Regions from separate parts of the Mus musculus genome. Here region 1 is linked to region 2. Evidence: chromatin contacts called from public Hi-C data. All regions are on one chromosome and are shown on one strand. Each heading gives the region's core, a stretch centred on a gene start, on an enhancer-like site or on the middle of the called end of the contact. The rest is flanking DNA. Distances are from core to core; before and after follow the strand shown.

Region 1 (5,220 bases), core at 110-2,609, 8.8 Mb after region 2:
GGCAGATCTCTGAGTCTGTGGCCAGCCTGGTCTACACAGAGTTCCTGGCTATCTGGGGCTACATAGTGAGGCCATATCTTTTTTTTTTTTTTTTTTTTTTTTAAAGGACATGAGATTGGGAGGAGTTTGGGAAGGTGGGAATGGATTTTGGAGGAGTTAGGGGGAGAAGCGTGTATGATTAAAATGCATTATATACATGCATATATGTTACATATATACTGGCTGGCTAATTTCTGATCCTCCTGCCTAAGCCAGCAGGGACACTAAGATGACAAATCTGTACCCTCAAACCCAGACTGCATGAGACACTGTATTCATTCTTAGGTGACAGGTGGGGAAGGCTATGAGACTGGCCACAGATCACACCGGTGAGGGACAGAGCTAAGACAGAATCCCAGAACTTGCACACTGAGTCCTCCCATGAGCCCCCTCACCTTTGGCAACTTCTTTTCTGTCTCCTGGAGGCTGAGTCGCAGTAAGCTCAGCTCTACTTCCAGGGAACCATTGGTGTAGAATCCGAAGCTGTTCAGTTGGATGTCAGCTCGCTTCTCCCCCTGCAGGAAACCAAAGACACAGTGGCACAAGGGCACTCTCCCCACCAAGTCCAGCACGACGGCGTGTTTCCCTGAGCGTCTCTATACATTTTTATTCAGGACAGGAGCATGTGAGAAAGCCTTCCTGGGTACATCGTATTGGTGCTGGTGACATTTTCCTACTTCAGTCCGAGGCAGCTAGAGGGTGGGGTTGTGTGTCCATGGGGTGAAACCCTGGCAACCCCATGACAGTCCCCATATAGACGTGCACCACCCCGAGAGCGGGCTACATAGGCTGGTGTGACTAGTTTCGACTTTCCAGAAAAGTTTTCGATTCTATCTGGGCTAAATTTTGAAAGTAGTCTCCTGTCACTCCCCTAAGTGAATTCCAGGAAGATCCTACCAGGTGGTACCCCTTCCTCCCAGGTCCTATGGTTGTTACCAAGTGTTCCCTGAAAGTTTAAGCGCCAGGAGTCAGGGGTCCCAGGAGATGAAGCCCCGCCCTCTAAGCCAGGCCAACCCATTACGAGCACCGGGCGGGGAGACCCCGGGACGAGACCACTAGCGGCCTGCAGTGGGGGGTGCGGCTGCTCCATCCACCGGCGGAGCTATGGGGGGAGACAACGAGGCCAAGCCTGCGGGGCTCACTGTGAGAGTCAGCCGGTGGATACGGCCTGAGCAGCCGCTCAGCGTCAGCACCAGCAGCGACAAGTATCCCCATCGGCACTGCGTTGGGCTCTCGCCGCTGAGCCCCCTCCTCTCGCTCACTGCCATCTCTGGGGCTGCGACTGCCCCCCGAACACAGCCTCTGACGCCTGATAAGGCCTACCCACTTTTCAGCCAATAGTCGCACGACGTGGTCTAGTCACCCAATTAGCAACTGAGATTCTTTTGATTGTCAGAAGGCCTCCCAAATGGGCGTGCTTATCCTTTTCAGCCCCGGCTTTCATACTCTCCAATCGCTAAACAGATTGTCCCGGATGTAGTTTGAGGAACAGGACGATTCACCAATGATCCAGGAACCCATATCCGTCCCTTAAAGCGGAATTCCTTCAGCAACTCTTAACGGTCCAAGACTACATTACCCAGAATATAGAGGGAGCAGATCCGTGCAACGAAGCATGCATAAACTACATTTCCCAGTATTCCCAAGGACGCACTTCCTCTCCCACCCCTCACTTCCCCGATACCCTGCTCCCGGCCAGAAGTGGAGACTTAGTCAACGTACGCGTCTATGAGCTTACCTTGTTTCAACTTTGCTGGGCCACCGAAAAGCCTAAAATTCTTCGCACTATGCTGATCTCTAATCCTCGGCTGAATGCCGCTGTAGGTCCTACCTGAAGACTCCGCCCTAGGCGTAACCTTGCAGCAGCTGAGTTCCCTACTTCAAACTGAAACATAGGCTCCTCAATTCCTACTGAGTCCTCAGATCTGGAAGAGTCCCAGCTGCTGGATCCTAGTTGTAGCTTGCAACTCTTAATTAGATTGCTGACCCTGGCGCGAAGCTTCCCACCGTAGTGTGATACCTTTTTCGTCACTGGGACTCTGAGTCCTTCTCCACCCTCCTCCACCATCCCTCTACCCCACTTTACATCTCAGAGCTTAGCCCACAAGCCACCAGCAGGTGGGGCCAAGGCCTATTGGAGCCTCAGTTCCAGCACTGGCTCCAGGGCGTCTTTCCTCAGAAGTCTAGACTGCTCTTCTAGCTGCAACACAATGGTGTTTTGACACTTGCGTAGCGGCGGAGAAAGCACCTACAGCCAGGGAGAGTGGGGTGGGAGCCAACAGGGCCTCTTCCCTTTTATCCGGGAGCCTTAAGGGGGTTTACAAGGCGTGAAAGGACTTTTATGATTGGGAGGACCCGAAATCCTAAGCCCCAGGGTCCCAGAATCTAGAGGCAGTTCTGATTTGGGCCTTACATACTGAATGAGGCTGGAAAATGTGTAGTCAAGTGCAAGTGCGCGGTGCTGTGCGTGCATGCGTGTGTGTGTGTGTGTGTGTGAGTGTGTGCCTAGCCCAGAACGGTGCCCAAAGGACAACCTGTCCTCTGTTTCTCAGAGGAGACTCTGGCGGGAAGGAAGAGAAGTCAGGATGCGGTGGTGTTGGGGGGTGCTAATGGACCTGGCCTTGGCTGGATGTGCATCCTGGGCAAGATCGAAGTCATCCCATCTCTGTGGCCGGAGGGAAACAGACTATTAGTGAGACGAAATGGAGATTTCTGGAGCCGAGTAGGTCCCCGCAAGAGCCTAATGACCAACCACAGATTTTCCCTGCCATGGAGTGGGGACACGTGGGAAAGACTGCTTGGATTTGGGGTTTTGATCTCTTGACCCTTTATAAAAAAAATGCGAAGTTGAAAGGAAAGGATGAATAGTTTGGGATGGCAGAGGAGAGAAATATGGGGTACAAATTTTGAAAATTAATCGAGGCGTACTTTGAGGTGGCGCATGGCCCTTTAATGGGGGGCGGGGCATCATCTGGACTCCGCCCTCAGAGCCCCCCGCTGGGGGCTCGGCAGAGTAGAGGCGTGGAAAGGCACGAAGGGGCGTTGTAATCTAGGCTGGTGGGCGTGGCCTGGCGGCGGGGCGGGGCGAGGTTGGGCACACTGCCCTGGGGCTGAGTCTCCGGTGGAGGGCGGCGGAGACCCGGGCAGGAGGCGGTGGCGTCCTGGGCGGCAAGAGCAGCATGGATTGGGGTACCGAGTTGTGGGTGAGTCTTTTTCCCCAGTTCCCACGGTTCTCCCTTGCTGGGGTCCTGGCTTCTCCGCTCTTTGTCCCCGAAGTACCTTAGCCCGGACTCCACGCTTTCCCTTGCAGCTGATCCCTTGGGTCCCCGCCCTCTGCCCTCCGCACTCACTCAAAAGTTCCTTTGGGACTTTCAAGACGCCCCGAGGACGTAGGGATACTTTGCCCAGGACCCGCATAGGGAAACTGAGGCACAGAGTTGAGAGGAAGACCATCTGAAGAAGTCCCTGGACCAGGCCAGGGAGGGGGGACAGCTGGGTGAGGTCACCTATTTTGAGCGCCCTGGCCTGGCTTGGAGGCTAATCTTACGGCCCCTGGGTCCCTGCCCGTCGCCCGCCTGTCCGGCTGGGAGGGGGAGGGGACCCTTTGGTCACCTTCTGTCCCACGTGGGGCCTTACCGGGTTCCTTCCCCGCTTACAATTGGAACGCTGAGGGGGAGGGGAAGGGGCTATAGGACTCGGCCCCGGGCGCTGGGCGGAGCCACCCCTTACCCGCCTCTTAACCTCACCCAGGAAGCCCTAGAAGTTTCCCTGAATCCTTGTCGGACTATTGACCCCTCCTCTTTCTGGAGGCGGTGCAATCTTAGGATGTAGTGGGGGTGAGCCACTATAGTGGAGGCATCACAGAAGCAGGGGAAACTGAGTCACTCAACTGAGGATCCCGGGGGATCTTGGCGAGTGGGGAAATTTGGCCATAGAGGCCCCCCGACCCTGCTTCCACGCACTTTGAGCTGCACGAACTCATCCCTTCTGTGCCTGATTTTTGTGCCAAGCCCTCTTGATTTTTTGGAATTTGGAGGGGATTAGAGGAGGGGTGAGGGAACTGGCGTGGTTTAGCCTCCTTCCACACCCTTGCTGGCCACCCCGATTCCGAGAGACCCTGCTGTCTGGTTTGGGGCCCTGGCCGTGTTGTCCAGGCCCTTCCCTGGAGGAGGACATGGGGGTTCCCGCCAGCTTCCTGCCTCCCCTGCGCCACGCCGGGGCGGCGCCTGGGGAAGCCAGCCAGCCCTTGCTGGAACCGCTAAGCCCCGAGAGATTGTCCACCCCACCCCACCTCCGCTGTTCCGGGTCGCTGGGATTTCGGTGCCTCCTACCCAGGTGACCCTAACGTTCCCCAATCGCGCTCCTGCAATCAGGATCAGTTTGAGGTGCTGGAACGCCACACGCAGTGGGGGCTGGATTTGTTGGACAAATACGTGAAGTTCGTGAAAGAACGCGCGGAGGTGGAGCAGGCTTATGCTAAGCAACTCCGGTGAGCATGAGGGTGGGTGCTCGCTGCTCTGGGACTCCAAGGGGAGACCGCAGGAGGTCCGCGTTCTTAGCCTCCCTGCCTCTGTCCCAACCTTTAGGAGCCTGGTGAAAAAGTATCTTCCCAAGAGACCTACCAAAGATGACCCTGAAGTCAAGTAAGAATGGGAGGGGGAGGGGCGAGGGAGGGGCTGGAGGCGCAGGTCTCTCACCTTCTTAGAGGCCACTCTACCTCACACTTCCAGTCCCACCTCCTGTTAGTCTGGATGTCCTAAGGTGGAATTTACTCGCTTCCAGCAGGGAGCCCTTTTTGGTTTGTAAATTCTCAGCTTCTATTTTCCCCTCACTGTGCTGTAGCTGAGTTATTTGGGGGCTTCTTATTCTTTATATATTTTGGAGAGCGAGATGCACCCACTTATCCACAGAACGCAAGTCCTCTGGAAGTCAGAGGACAGTTTGAAGGAGTCAGTTCTTGCCTCTCACCATGTGGATCCCAGGGATCAGACTCTGGTGTTTAGCCACAGGCACCTTTACCCCTTATACCACGTCACCAACCCGAGTTTTTATCTTTGAGATAAGGTTTTGGTTGTCCTGTTACTCCCTTTAGCCAGGACTGGTCTCTTAACCCAAGAGCTTTAATGTATCAGTGACTTTGATTGCCTCTGTTCTCATCTGTGAAATGGGTCTGATGGCAGA
Region 2 (5,042 bases), core at 1,283-3,782:
ATTGATAAGGGAGTGGTGGCGCTTGGAGCACAACCCTCAGGTTGCCCATGGTGCCGACTTCTTGGCTCCAGTGCGGCCATATGCTCCTTCCTCCATCAACTCAGCCAGCAGAACTGTGACACAACCTGACACACTTCCTTTCCTTACGCTTTCTGTGCCCAAGTTTATGACAGAATTGAGCCAGCTGGATTTAGTCTGTCTAGCTCTTCTACAGACTTGTGAATGTGTTTTTGAAAGTGAGAATATGAATGAATAGGAATGAGAATGGGTTTATTCTGGCCTCTGAGACATTCTCTTCCATAGCATTTCCTGCCCATTTACATGGCACAGAAGTAGCTGGCCAGCACTTAGAATCTTCAAAAGCTGAAATGCCCAGAAATGCTCCTACAATAAGCATCTGATCACCGCAGTCCATCTGACCTGGCATCACACACACACACCCAGCTAGGGCCTTTGAAGGCTCCAGTGTGCTCCTTGTCTCCACTAAGGAGATAGCATGAACTAAATAACAAAACAAGTTAACTTCAAAGAGGCTTTTAAGTCTAAAAAGGAACAAAAATGTGTATTAGACTCCTAAAGGGAAATACAGTAAATGGAGTTTGGGGGACAGAGGCTTTTCCACTGGGGACAAACCAAGGAAAGCACTGGGAAAGGGTGTCATGTGAGTTAGGTTTAAGTCTGAGATCTCACCCAGATGAAGGTAGTATAGGGTGAAGTATTTCAAACAAAGGGAGATGCCTGGGCTGTGATTAGATTAGAGAAATCGAGAGTCTGCACTACTTTTTCTTAAAGTGCAGATGCAGAGGAACCAGTGGAGGCTCCACAGGTCTGAGTCACAGTGACTGAGGAGAACTGCCTTTTGTCCACAAAAACATTTGGCAGTTTTGAGGTGGACATATGCATCCATTTTTTTTTTTTAAATACCAATCAAAGTTAGAACACCCAGTCCAAATACAAGACTATGGGGTAGAATCCTCAGGTCAGCAACCTTCACCCCCAAGGTTAGGGGAGAAATCCACTCTAGATTAACTTTTAACCTCCAGTCAAAACCGTTTTCAAAAAATTCCTTTGTAAGACCTGCAAAGGTTTTTACCAACTGGACTTTCCCGCCTAAACTCAGTACTCCCGGCCTTTCTGCGTCCAACCGCACTATCTGTTCCAGTTACTCTTTTCAGTCTTTCCTCTCTGAGGACATCACCCTCCATCACCAATCAAAAGCGTGGCGCTGAAAATAGGCTTCCTCATGTAAAGTGCACTTCTGGGTACTGGATCAGATCCCTATGAAACACTAACACCAGTCAATCTCCACCGAGCAGACATAGCTCCTAGCCCTACTCGCTTGCAGCACTTGGGTGACGTCCGCCAAAGACTAATAGCTAGCAGTCCTTGGAAGACTTCCTGTCCCCCGAAGGGGGAAAGAAAATCTAAGCACGTGTAAGTTTTAAAACATCAGTTGAGAAAACGTTCGCGCGGGATTTCAAGGTGTATTAGAAAAAAGAGACACGAGTGGGCCGAGCTATTGAGTGGAGAGATTAAAGGAAAACAAAACCAGAGAGCATCCAAGGGAGAAAAGATCAAGGGAGGAGACAGGGATAATAGGAACTGCGAGATGTGTGCCCCCAATCATTAAGGATGCACAAGGGTTATCAGTTCTGCAACAGCGGCGTTTCAAACACCGAGACACTGAGCAAAAAGAGGAAGAGTGCTTGGTTGGGCTCCAGCACGGAGGTGTGCCGGCACCGCGGGCTGAGCGGGGAGGAAATGACGAGCCAGAAAGGGGTGGTAACGGCGCCGGCCCGGGAGCCCCGGTGGCGGGCCGAGAGGAGGGGCGCGGCAGGCGCGCCAACGGCCCCGGGGTGGGTCTTGGGAGGCCGCGCCGCGCGTCTCAGTCTGGCCTCGCTCCGGATCTGTAGCCCCAACTGTGCAGAGCTCAGGACACACGGGCCTCGTCGGGGCCCGGAATGTGGGGACACACAAGGACAGGCCGTAGGATGAGGCTGGAACGACGTGGGGAAACCGCCACGGTCCGTGGCTGGGCGGTCAGCCACCTGACCTCTCGGGACCGAGGATCGGGGACCGGTGGCGCATCCGCCACCGGCCCCCGGAGACGATCCAGATCCCGAAAAGCCTGGCTCCAGGACGCCGTCCCAACGCTGGACGGCCCCTGCAGGCCTCCACCAACTCCGAGCCGGGGCTACTGGCTACCCAGCTCGGGCAGCCTCGGCTCGACTCCCGGGCTCGACGGACGCCTGGGCCTCTCCTGAGTGGTCAGCGAGACCCGCCAATCGGGGCGCTGGGGCCGGCTCTGGGCCGCTGGATATTGGCTCCTCATACTCACCGTGCCTCGCTCCCCCGGTTCGCTGCCCGCGCTGATTGGCTCCAGTACCGGACCCCGAAACCCAATCAGAGGCTCCAGCCGCCGCTGCCGCCGCCACTGCCGCTGCCTCGCAAAATGGCGAATCTGAACAAAGGGGAATCGGGCCTCCCTCCAACCGCCTTCGCGCAAGCGCCTTCGAGACCACGCCCCATAACCCCGGCCAGCCTGGCCCCGCCCCCTAGGAAGAGCACCGCGCAGGCGTTCCAGAGGCCACACCCACTTCCTGGATTTGACACCGCCTCCCGCCAAAGGCCTACGCAGGCGCCTTTCACACGCTCCGTACGCTGCTGCTTAAACACCTCCCTGAATTATATACCACGCAGGCGCTGACACGCCCCCCTGCCCACCTATTTCTAAGCGTCCACTGGGACCCACCCTCTGGGGCCGAATGCGCAAGCGCTCTTCTTCTCCAGTCGGGGTCGGCATCTCGGTACGCATGCCTGAGCGGTAGCGGGAGCCTACGGAATTTCCCGCCGGAAATTCTGAAGCCCTTACTACCGAGAGCGGGCGCCGCTACCCAGCTAGAGAGGCTCACTTCCGCCCCGTTAAGGGATGGGGGCGGCCATCTTGAGTGTGCGTACAATCAAAAGGCTTTGGCGGGATTTGTTGCGTGTCGGGACTCTTCTGTTGCTTTCCTACCTACGAGGGTTTCATCCCGAACCCTTCCCTGCTTGGAGGAGGGCCTGCTGACGGCCGATTCCTTTGCAGGTGAAGGATGACCCCCCAGTACCCACTTTTCTGCGGGATCCCAGGGTTGCCCTCCTTAGGGTAGGAGGAGAGACGGGGAAGTCTTATCAGACCTTCCTTCCTGTACCTCCAAGACTGGTGGTGATCTTCCCCTGAGAAGCAGTTCTCGGCTCACCCTGCCGCTCAGTGTAACTGTGGCCAGGTCTTTCCCGTTCTAAGCTATATTCTCTGGGAAAATTCTGGACTGTCCTAAACCTTCCCTGCTAGAAGTAAGGAGGTGTGTCTTAGGACCGCCTTTGCTTCGGCTCCTGGAAAGCTGTTTTGTGTTGCCTCTTAGAGGCTGAGTGAGCTCACATCCAGAAAGAATACCTTAAGGAGGTGGGGAAGACTAAATGGGTTGTCAGGGTGATCTGAACACGCTATGTTCGGGCTGCCTGAGCGGTATTTTTTTACTTGCTTTTCCTTTTCATTAGCAGAAGGAACTCTTAAATTCTGGAAATAGCGACTCAGTAGCATGGCCACCCGCCTTAATGAAGATCCAGAAGGAAGTCGAGTGCGTAACAGCTATTAAATTTATCGGTGAAGTGAAAATCAGAATAATTGAGGTCAAAAGCATAAACACTTTTTAATTAAACCAATAATTGGATTCTCGCCCCTCCCTGTTTGTTTCTCTCTAGCTGATTTACTTAGAAAAGGCTAATACAACCCTAGGCAGATAATAACCATCCATCACTTTCCTTTTACAGATACTTTAAAATATCGTGGTTAACTCCTAAGTTGGGAAGAGTTGTCTTTAATTCAGAGTGTCAGAGAAGCAGGGTTGAAGCAGTGGGGGTGGGGCTCTGTTGAAGATCTGAAAGGAGAAATAGTTTTCTGTTTTTAACCTTTTTTTTTTTCCTTTGCACGTTTTAGATCACTTACGTGAAAGGAGATCTTTTCGCATGTCCCAAAACAGACTCTCTAGCCCATTGTATCAGTGAGGATTGTCGAATGGGTGCTGGAATAGCTGTTCTCTTCAAGAAGAGATTCGGAGGGGTGCAGGAACTGTTAAGTCAACGTGAGTTTCCAGAGCATCGTAGCCTGGTTCATGCTGGCTGAAGCCTGATTTGGTCTTCCGCTATACTCTGTGTACATGTACAGTCAAAGAGATTTCTAGTGACTGCTTTTAACTGTTAAGGGTTTTGTTGTTGTTATTGCTGCTGCTGTAGTTTTTTTAAACTTCCTCAAGATTGGCCTCTGCTGTAGATCTTTACCACACTAAATCAGAGCTGTTGTCAAAGTTTCCAGTCTCTTCGCCCTTTTTGTGTATGAATTTGCAGTGTGCAGATACATACATGTAAGGAGTCCAGATGTTGGCAACATCTGTCTTTGTTGGCTCTCCACCTTTCTCTTTTCTTTTTCTTTTCTTTTTTTTTTTTTTCTTTTCTTTTTTTTTTTTAGCGAGGACACGTCTTAATAACGTAGAGCTTGTTAGCCCCAGGCATCCTCCTATGTGCTTTTCCAGTTTGGGCTGTCCAGTGTGTACCTGACACGTAGGTTTCCTGTGGGTGCTGGGGATCACACAGGTTGTCATGTTTGTCCAGCATGCACTTCACTGATTTAACTCATCTCCCCAAACCCTCAAAGCTTTTCTTCCAAAATATTTCACCTTTCCCACACTTTGGTTAACTGAAGGGCTTATCAAATTCCATATGCTCTGGAGGTCAAGATCCTGTACGAAATATTATTCCGTTCTTTCTTTGAAGCAGAGTCTCGTTGTGTAGCCTAGGCTGGCCTGGCTCTTGCTTTGTTAACTTTAGCTTGTCTTGACCTCTAAGCCGTCCTCCTGGCTCAGTCTCCCGGATACTGACATTACAGGCATGAGCCTCTACAAAGTGTGGTTTGGACTAGAAGTGGTAGCAGACGCCTTGATTTCAGCGATTGAGATATAGAGGGAGATGGATCACAGCAAGTTCAAGACAAGCCTGATCTGGAGATC

What was found. A called contact is a pair of places that touch in the nucleus more often than the background predicts.
Region 1: a contact with region 2 is called in a Hi-C map of myocytes, with 5 times the contacts expected there. The contact joins the promoter of Gpr108 here to the promoter of Nfya in region 2. A contact is called at or near these places in 2 of 484 Hi-C or Micro-C datasets (B cells and myocytes).

The regions. Positions count from the first base shown.
Region 1 is chr17:57,246,330-57,251,549 of GRCm38.p6, forward strand. It overlaps Gpr108 (G protein-coupled receptor 108), which reads right to left and starts at 1,360. Exons shown (of 17, transcript NM_030084.4): 1 at 1,182-1,360; 2 at 435-554. The coding sequence starts at 1,307. It overlaps Trip10 (thyroid hormone receptor interactor 10), which reads left to right and starts at 3,122. Exons shown (of 15, transcript NM_001242389.1): 1 at 3,122-3,242; 2 at 4,413-4,528; 3 at 4,626-4,682. The coding sequence starts at 3,219.
Region 2 is chr17:48,407,288-48,412,329 of GRCm38.p6, forward strand. It overlaps Nfya (nuclear transcription factor-Y alpha), which reads right to left and starts at 2,533. Exons shown (of 10, transcript NM_001110832.1): 1 at 2,339-2,533. It overlaps Oard1 (O-acyl-ADP-ribose deacylase 1), which reads left to right and starts at 2,713. Exons shown (of 6, transcript NM_001289490.1): 1 at 2,713-3,085; 2 at 3,541-3,617; 3 at 3,977-4,121. The coding sequence starts at 3,579.